Regions from separate parts of the Pelodiscus sinensis genome. Here region 2 is linked to region 1. A link is a contact called in public Hi-C data. All regions are on one chromosome and are shown on one strand. Each heading gives the region's core, a stretch centred on a gene start, on an enhancer-like site or on the middle of the called end of the contact. The rest is flanking DNA. Distances are from core to core; before and after follow the strand shown. Region 1 holds the start of KNSTRN (kinetochore localized astrin (SPAG5) binding protein). Region 2 holds the start of CCDC32 (coiled-coil domain containing 32).

Evidence for each region. Hi-C and Micro-C count contacts between places; a contact is called where the count stands out from the background.
Region 2: a Hi-C map of blood shows a contact between it and region 1, with 7 times the contacts expected there. The contact joins the promoter of CCDC32 here to the promoter of KNSTRN in region 1. A contact is called at or near these places in 2 of 5 Hi-C or Micro-C datasets (blood and an unstated tissue).

What each region holds. Positions count from the first base shown.
Region 1 is chr4:62,692,185-62,697,205 of ASM4963464v1, forward strand. It overlaps KNSTRN (kinetochore localized astrin (SPAG5) binding protein), which reads left to right and starts at 3,530. Exons shown (of 8, transcript XM_075927095.1): 1 at 3,530-3,825. The coding sequence starts at 3,543.
Region 2 is chr4:63,135,983-63,140,639 of ASM4963464v1, forward strand. It overlaps CCDC32 (coiled-coil domain containing 32), which reads right to left and starts at 1,437. Exons shown (of 4, transcript XM_006128662.4): 1 at 534-1,437. LOC102463330 (protein-L-isoaspartate(D-aspartate) O-methyltransferase-like) reads left to right here. Exons shown (of 8, transcript XM_075926111.1): 2 at 1,837-1,983; 3 at 2,772-2,876.

The DNA of each region.
Region 1 (5,021 bases), core at 2,280-4,779:
GAAAAAAAGAGACCAATTCACGCAAACGGAAGTCAGCCACAGGAAAAAAAACTCCCCATTTTACGTCCTTTCACGATACGTCCACTTTTTTTTAATGATATCTTGGATATATAGCGGGGACACCCTGTATAGTATTACATGGAGATCATGAAGATGAATAGACTTTAAAATGTTCAGAAACTTCAGATGCAGATGTAGCAGGCAATTGTGGCAACTTCATAGCAGCACTGCAAATGGTAGCCAGACACGACCCTATTCTGCATGATCATATATTCAGCATTGGTTTGAATAACCACAATGCCAATTACCGTATACATCACCAAGAATTCAGAAAGAACTAATAGACTTAATTGATCATGATATTATTTGCCAAAAACTACCTGAAGAGATAAAGGTTGCATCTTTCTTCAGTCATAACAAAGAAGAGCTGGCATTGTGCGTTCGTTTTGAAGACAAAAATAAGAATATTCAAGAAGACTTCGTGGCCTTTTTGCATTTGGAAATAATTTGGTGAATATATTGGTAATAGTATTATCAAAACTCTAAACGAACTAGGACTGGATGTATTGAAAATAAGGACAAGGCTATGATGGTGCAGTAAACATGTCAAGGGATAATGTTGGAGTACAGCGCAGCATAAGAGAACTATCACAAAGCAGTATATGTACATTGCAGTTCACATTGTTTCAGCCTTGTAATTATTCATTCCTGTGGTTTGCCATATGTACGAAACACTATGGACAAGCTGTCTTGCTGCCTATTTTTCCTGAAAAGTCCAAAGTATGAAGGTCTGCTTTTGTCCATCATCAGCAAAGAGTTATCAGAGACATAGGGTCAGAAGGCATAAATTGACCTGTTCAGGACAAGGTCAGTAAAAAGACATATTGTGTATCAACACTTCTATGAAGCACACCTGTTTATTATTACAGCTTTGGAACTAATTGTTCATGGAATTAATCAAGACTGATGTGGAGAAGCCTACCAGAATGTCAAATGGGACCCTAAAAACAAGGCAGAGGCCAATAGTTTGCTTGCATGTCTTGCTGGGTGGCAGTATATGAGGGGCATAAATGACTACAGACACAAAAGGGGGGGGGCTTGATCAAATATGTTTTAAAACCACTAATCTCAACAAACCTGTATATCACAGAACACCATCACCGTAAACCTAAAGCCAAAGTTAGACGAAAACACTAAGATTACAGGAGGCTAAACTATTATGTGGCACAGGCAAATAACAGAAGAGACTGAGGAGTACCAGTAGTGCCTGAGACCCTCATAATGGCAGGGAAATTATGAGATATACCCAGATAAGCCCAGTGAGTGACCTGCACCCCACTCACTGCAAAGGAAGGCCTCTAAAGTTACTGCCAATCGGATGGGGGAAAATTTCACCTTGACTAACATGTGATGGGCATGTGAGCAAGGAATCTAGTCCTGGTCCTCCTATCCAATATCCCATTTCCAGCCATGGCTATTCCTGATGCTTGGATGAAGATTTTTAAAACAAAAACACCACTGCTTAGAATATTCCCTTCCAGATCCCTGCAAGTAGCTATCTGAAAACCAGAAGCATGAGCATTTAGAGAGCTAGGACATAAACAAAGTGAGACTCAGAACTGGTAAGCCTTCCTTGCTACCATCACAAGCAATCCACTCATATAACTGCACTCAGAAATTTGTCCATTTCCTTGAAATTAAATTCTTTATCCTCACAAATTTTATTGCATGAATCTCACCCCTTTGATGGTGAGAAACTTTCTAATTTCCAGCCAAAATTTGTTCATATCCAGTTTATATCTATTTGTTCTTGTGCACACTTTATTCTTTAGCATACATAGCTCTTCACCCTCCCTGGTATTTCCCTCTGTAGCTTATTTACAGAGTAGCAATATCTCATCTCAGCTTTCTGACAGAGACTCAGGAATACTATTCCTATCCATCCTGGCTAATAAGTATTGATGGACCTAACCTCCATGAATTTATATAGTTCATTTTTGAACCCTGTTAAAGTCCTGATCTTCACATCCTCTGGCAAGGAGTTCCACAGGTTGACAGTGTGCTACATGAAGAAAAACTTCCTCTCATTTGCTTCAGAGGAGTAGCCGAGTTAGTCTGTACTAGAAAAACTTTAAAAACGAATAGTCTAGTAGCACCTTAAAAACTAACAAAATATGTAGATGGTATCATGAGCTTTTGTGGATACAACCCACTTCTTCAGGTGACTGGACATCCGCAGAATCTTTAAGGTGCTACTAGACTATTTGTTGTTTTTTACATTTTTTCTTTTCATTTGTTTTAAACCTGCCACCTGTTGACTTCATTTGGTGACTTCTAGTTCTTATGGTGTGGGGAAAAAGTATATTAACTTTTCCTTACTCACTTCCTCCGTACCTGTTGGCTGTGTCTAGACTGGCAAGTTTTTCCAGCCAGCTGTCTACACTGGCCGCTTGAATTTCCTCAAGAACACTGACTTCCTACTGTCTGAAATCAGTGCTTCTTGTGGAAATAATATGCTGCTCCCGTTGGGGCAAAAGTCCTTTTGCGCAAAGCTTTTGTGCAAAGGGGCCAGTGTAGACAGCTCAGATTAGTTTTGTGCAAAAAAAGCCCATTGTGAAAATGGCGATGGGGGCTTTTTTGTGCAAAAGTGCGTCTAGATTGGCACGGACACTTTTCCGCAAAAAGTGCTTTTGCGGTAAAGCGTCCGTGCCAATCTAGACGTTTTCCGCAAATGCTTTTAACGGAAAACATTTCCGTTAAAAGCATTTGCTGAAAATCATGCCAGTCTAGACGTAGCCGTTATTATATATACCTATCATAACCCTCCCCGCTTAGTCTCCTCTCCAGAGCACGCTTACTGGAGGGACCACGGTGGGGGAGGGGGAGGAGTGTTCGCACCCTTGCAGTTCACATTTACCAAAAAAAAAAAGTGCACGTGCACACACACCTCGCAATTCCTGCATATTGGGCCTGTGCTAGCTACTGAACAGGTGCTACCGGTTTCCTCATTGGGAGCCAGCACGTCCAGGAATATTTCCCCTCTTCCCCTACAAGCGACTAACTGCAAACTTTCCCCCACCTCAAAATCGAGGGGCCTAGACTAAGCCCGGCACTGAACAGTTGCTAGGTCTGCCTATGCCGGGCTCTGCCACTGGGCTTAAGCGCGAGGACTCCACTACTCGCGCTGTCTCACGCGTAGGTGGAACAGGCAGACGGCGCCTACACGCCCGAGCGGTCCCGCAGCAGGGCTAGGCAGGACTGGGGTGGCTGCCTTGCTACGCCATTGGCTGAGGGGTGGCTGCTCTGCCGCGCCATTGGCTAGCTGGTAGCCACCGCCTAGAGAGGATTCCGCCTCCCTCACCTCAAAGCCACGCAGCGTCACGCAGACCCCTGGAGGCAGGATGTTGCCCGCCCATTCTCACCGCCCAAGGGAGACTCCCTGAGGGGTCACGTGCGCTCCCCGGCGACGCCCCTCCCATTTACCCCTCGCGGCTCAGGGCAGGGAGTGAAGCCGTGCGGGGGCTTCACTTTCCCCACCGCGCATGTGCAGCATTGGGCCGGACCTGCGCACTAGGAAGGTGCCGCCAGCCGGCTCTGCGCCTGCGCGCTTCTTTGCCCAGTCCTCCTTCCGTAGCCGTCCCCATTTCAAACGGCCGCGGGAACGGAGCCGTGTCTGTTGCTCGGCTCTGCGCAGAGCCCCGGGCTGGCCGGGCAACCCCTCGCGGTGTCTCGCGCCGACAGATGGGGCCATGGAGCGCGAGACTTCCAGGATCCCGGTCTATGGCTCCCGCCAGCGCCCCGCGCCCTCCCACCGCCTCCCCACAGGTCCGCGGCGCCCGCCCGAGCGCGTTGTCGGGGGGGGGGGGGGGGGGGGTTCAGCTTGTGGTCCCAGTGCCAGAGTCCCCCGAGCCGCTGTTGGTTTCAGAGCCTAGGCAGGGAGCAGGTGTGCGCCAGACAGTCAGTGTCTCTAGTGCTGAGTGAGCGGCAGGCGGGAATACGGCCCTTCCCGTTCTTAGGGTGAATGGGCCCACTCTGGATGTGATTTAATCACACGAGATGTTTCTCCTACTCGAAGGCTGCGTCTAGACTGGCATGATTTTCTGGAAATGCTTTTAACGGAAAAGTTTTCCGTTAAAAGCATTTTTGGAACAGAGCGTCTAGATTAGCACGGATGCTTTTCCACAAAAAAGCCCAGATCACCATTTTTGCGATCGGGGCTTTTTTGTGGAAAACAAATCTGAGCTGTCTACACTGGCCCTTTTGCGCAAAAGCTTTGCGCAACAGGGACTTGTGCCTGAACGGGAACAGCATAGTATTTCCGCAAGAAGCACTGACTTCTTACAGTAGGAAGTCAGTGCTTTTGTGGAAATTCAAGCGGACAGTGTAGACAGCTGGCAAGTTTTTCCGGCAAAGCGGCTGATTTTCTGGGAAAAACTGACCAGTCTAGAGACAGCCTAAAAGTTTTAAATCGTTCTGTTCTTTGCTCAATATGGCGCCGCATTGGCTATCAAAGCAGTGTTCCTGTACCTGCCTGATGTTGAAATGATAGTCTGTGACATGAAGCCCTCCCACTCCGTGCTGGAATGGTGAACTACATTCTGAAATTGTTTACCATAGCCCCTCCAAAAGTTAAAGATCATAAAATATTCAAGGTGAGCCTGTATCCCCTTTGGAGATTATAGGAATGGGGGGGAGGGGTTAGGATGCTTTTTTGTTATTGCTATTCGCATCTTGTTAGAAGGAAATGTTAATGTGCAAGTGATTCTACCTACAGATGATAAAATGTGTTTGTTTTTGTAAATGTGTAACTACTGAGCAGTTACACATTTACATGCCAGGAAGGGGGAGGTGGTAGCTGGTGCTTGCAGGGAATCCCTCCTATTTCCTTTTCCTCCCTCTCTTTCTCCCCCTCCCCCCTCCAATGAAGCTGCCTCTGATGGGGGGGGGCTGCACGTAACTGTGATGGTTAACTAATGAGCCCAGCCTCATTGGTTAACGGTGTATATGGGTACATGTTCATG
Region 2 (4,657 bases), core at 187-2,686, 440 kb after region 1:
TAGTTTACTGGCCATTGAGCTAAGCCTAAAATTTTCAAACCAAACGTGATTTCAGAAGGCAGCAATTCTGCTGCAGTGAATAAAGTCTCAGATTTGCTGAAGCCTATTCACATGGGCAAAAAAGGTGTGATTACAAAAATGTTCTTGTTCCGTTATATAAATCCAAAACAACCAAGTGTGGTTCAGATCCCATTGCATGCGCATCCCCATTCAGGGGAAGGTAAACAAGTGGGGGGCTGCCCATCTTCCTTGCGGGGCACGTTGCTTGCTTCAGGGGGCATTGGCCAGGCATGAAAATAAAGGTTCAAAATCCTAGCAGGTGCAGCCTTTCGGCTGGTGGCGATGCCAATGGCCTCACCACGGAGGCCCCTCAGCCTTGGGGAGCTGCCGCTGGAGCTGCCTCCTCGGCCTTTCCCCAGCAGGACCCAGAGGTGCGCTGACAGTCCCCCCCTCCTCCTCCTCCTCCTCCTCCTTTCCCTTCCCCCCGACAGCTGCGATACCCCAGGACCCGCACAGCTCAATGAGCCACCTACCTGCGTCCCCCACTGCCGCTCCCTCTTCCCCCAGGCTAGGACGAATCGGGGCGCGCTGAGGTGTCACTGACGTGCAGCCTGACAAATCAGCGACGGAAGGGCACTGCCATGCCAGCCATTGGCTACACCAAGTGCCAGAGGGCGGGGAATATAGCGCCGTGCTTGGCGTGACGCCATCTTAAAACCGGGCGGAAGTTGTCCTTTCCTACAACAAACGCCAGGAAGGGCAGCCGCTGTAACTCATAGACTAGGTGAGGCCGGGAAAGTGGGCCTGTCTGCGGTATGAGCGCGCGGAGGAGGGCCTAGTGCGCTTGCGCAGGTGAGTCTGATGCTCCCACTTCCGCAGGGGCAGCGCGGGGTGCTAGGGAAGGACGCTGCGGTGTCGTGCCCCGCTCCGCCCCACTTCCTGCGAGCTTGGAGCCCCCAGTCCGCTGCGCGGGCGGGGCTGCGCTGCTCCCTTCCGCGGCGCCAATCGCCCCCGCCTCGAGCTGGGCCGGGGCGCGCGTCTCAGCTTCCCGCGCTGCACCCGCAGCCTCCCGCGCGGGGAGGGTTGATTTTTTCGCCTCCGGTTCTTACTCGCTGGCCCTTGAGTCCGAGGGTTAAATTGCCAGGCTGGTGCGCGCCCAGGCGGGTCAGAGCAGCGGGGCGGCCTTGAGAGGGGCGAGACTGGAAACTGCGCAGCCCTCAGGGCCGCCCCCGGCCCCCTCGCCAGTAAGGCGCCCGCGCGCTGTTGTGCAACGGGACGTTTCTCTGATTCTCCCGCCCCCTCTCCCCCACACGACGTGTTGCATTGCACTTTACTGCGCGTCCTAATCGCCCCTTTGGGTGAGGCCCAAGACTTTCCAGCGAAATGAACGGCCAGGAGCTTTGCACAAAGCAGCCCCTACAGCTGAACGTGGTATTTGACTAGTGACTTTTAAAAAGATCCTGCTACTGCTGATTTTTACAGTGGCTCCTCAGTTACAAAGGTGCACATTTCAAAGGAGGAATGCAGACGTGCCTATGGACTACTTGACTAGTAAATTCGTTGTTAACATCCTTAGTTGCCAGAGCAATCTGAGGCATTCTTGTAGTGCAGATCTTTGTGGTCTGAGGCCTTGATTTTTCAGGGTTAGTAATCAGGCTGTAACAAATGCAAAGGTCATTAGAATTGTTTATTGGCTGTAGAGAATGTATATCATTTTAACTTTCCCAGTCACAAATGGCCAAGATTTTGAGTTCTTCAGGCTGTTATCAGAGCTGGTTTTAAACTTTGTCTCTCTCTTTCTTCCACCTCTCCTTCCTTTCATGACTGACACACAAGGCCTGGGAGGCCACTGTGCATTTCTAAGAGATGAGCAGTGCCTACAGTGTATTATGCTTACTGTGTTCATGGGACTGTTGCTCACAAGAACCATGGCCTGGACTTCAAGTGGGAAAACACATGCTGAGCTACTCAATAATCTTTACAGTGAGTACCACCAGCAGCCCCTCTTCAGAGATCACATTTAAAGCTGATGATAAAATTTCTCAGCACTTTAACAGGTGTGAAAAATCAAACCTACAATAGACTGGGGTTGTAATCAATCATTCTAAAATGTCATGCAATAGTTTTGGTGCTTCTGTCTTTATCCCCATCACAATCTGGATGTCACAGCCTGAAACCATTCTGTTTCTAATTCTAAGAAGAACACGAAGCTAGGATTAATAAGAGACTAAGGCCCAAAGTCTCTCTGATGGGGGGAGGGGGATGTAATTTGGGTTTATGCACAACACTAGTTGTGTAATTCTCTAGACAGTTACATATAACAGAGATCCAATGTGCTGTTTTGGGACTAGAATAGTTGAGTAAAATCCCATTTAATTGGTTAACCCTGTGATTCTCAAACTGTGGGTCCTGACCCCCCTGGGGGGTTGCGAGCAATTTGGGGGGGGTATCACAAAGCTCGAGACCCCCTGGGTTAACAGGTTAAACGTTGTTTAACCATTTAAATGGGAGGGGGGGAATTACTCTGGGCCCAGCCAGAGAAGCCCCTGACCAGGTAGCAGGTAGGGAGCTGCTCCAGGCCTCACCTGTTAACCTTAACCCATAAGGCACATCCATTAAGGGTGAGGTTTACTTGTTAAGCATTCACATTTGTATTGGTATTCCCCACTGCTTTTTGGACAATGATTATGGTTCCACTGCCTCTCCTTCTAAACCTGAGTGTTTTATACAGTGCTAAATAGCTGAAGTCTTCCTCTCCATTCTTTTTGTAGAAAATGGAGTGATTAAATCTCAACGAGTCTTGGATGTGTTAATGGCCACAGATAGAGCCCACTACATCAAGTATTTCCCATACATGGATTCTCCTCAGTCAATAGGTATGAAACTTGTAGCAGAATGACACTTTTATGGTATGTGTAATAACTGCATAAAACTCAGTGATTCTTTGGTAGAGGGAAGACACAGGATAAGTTTGCAGGTCTTGATTTACTATGCTAGCAAGTCTTGCCTTGGAATAGTGTCAGGAACGGGAAAGAGCCCATATGCACTCTTTCTGCTAGTTCAAGAAGAAAAGTATCAGAATGGGTCTACTCATGGGTTTCTCTCAAAGAAAGAACAAGATTCTACCCTTTGAAGGCTGGGAATTCTCATGGGGCTACTGTATTTGAAGTAGGGATGTAATAGTATAGCTGGTTAAACAATTAAATAAGCAGTGGCTTATCGTTTAATCCTATCAGCTACATGGAAAACATCCCCCCCCCCCCTTGTGGCTCTGCATTTAAAGTATTTTGGGAGCTGGCACACAGACATGCTGGCTCAGTCCTGGCTCGTGCCAGTCCTGGCAGCAACCCCCATTGCAGAGCCACTTATTGGTTAACTGTGTAAGGAACAATTTTTTGTTGGCTACACAATTACCAAATTACACAGTTCATAACATCCCTAATTTGAAGAACAAAACTCTTTATGAAGTGTAGAAAGTACAAATGTCTGATCACTGTTTCTTGACACAAGGTATGTTTACATTTAGGACAGTGTATGGTGAACTGACACAGCATGTAGCACTGGCATTGGTAAAAATAGCAGTGTAGATGATAGCAAAGCATGGCTTAGGCAAGAACAGCACCTAATATGCTTACAATTATATACCCTACCAGCGCTGGACATACCCAAGCAGGGCCTCACAAGTTGACACAGCTGTTGCTGGAGCATTTCCCTACAGTAATGAAAGACTCCAGCAGTTGCCCCTCCATGCCTTTCTTCACTGCCTTTGCTACATGTAGTGGCAAGTCTGGATACAGGCTGCAGTAAAAACAGACTCGAGCTCAGTGGTCACCAACCAGTAGATCAGACCAGAGCCTGCGACCCCAACCAGCTGCCCCTACCTGGTGAAAGGAAGAGAGGATATGGGAGGGGGAGGAGAGAGTGAGCAGGGGTGAGGCCTCAGAGAAGGGACACTAAGGAGGCAGGGCAAGGGTATTTGGGTTTGAGGTAGATCTTGGATTGCACTTAAATTCAAAACATGATCTCATGCTTAAAAAGGTTGGAGACCAGTGCTCTAGCTATATGTGTAATGCACATATGCTACCCACTGCTGGTGTGAATGTCAGAAGTGCTTTGTGTGCACAAATCCAGTTGACTTTAGTAGGAGTTCTGTTGTGGCAACTCAGTATCTCTGAGAATAGTCATTTGGGCCAGAAAAGAAGAAAACGGTAAAACTTCTGTTTGTTTTCCTCTATTGATTACACTGTTTGCATGTATATTAGTGCATATAGAAATACGGTAGATTCAAAGAGTAAAATATTGGTGCTTTCAAACTGGTTTGTGATAAAGTGAAAGCCTCCTGGAAATGGCTTTTTCCTTCCAAATATAATGTCAGAAAATGAGAATTAAAAAAAAAAAATAGCTACAAGATAAGAGGACAAATCCTGACTCTGCAATATCATTGACTTACCACTTAAAACAGGAGACATGTTTTGAGTGGGGGCAGGGGGAATAAACTTTGAGGTTAGGCTGTAGTTTCAGAGGGATAGCTGTGTTAGTCTGTAAATTAAAAAAAATAAACGAATAGGCCTGCAGCACCTTAGACTAATAAAAATATAGATGAGCTTTCATGGGCACAACCCTCTTCTTTATTTGAGGGATGAAGCCATTTTTTGAC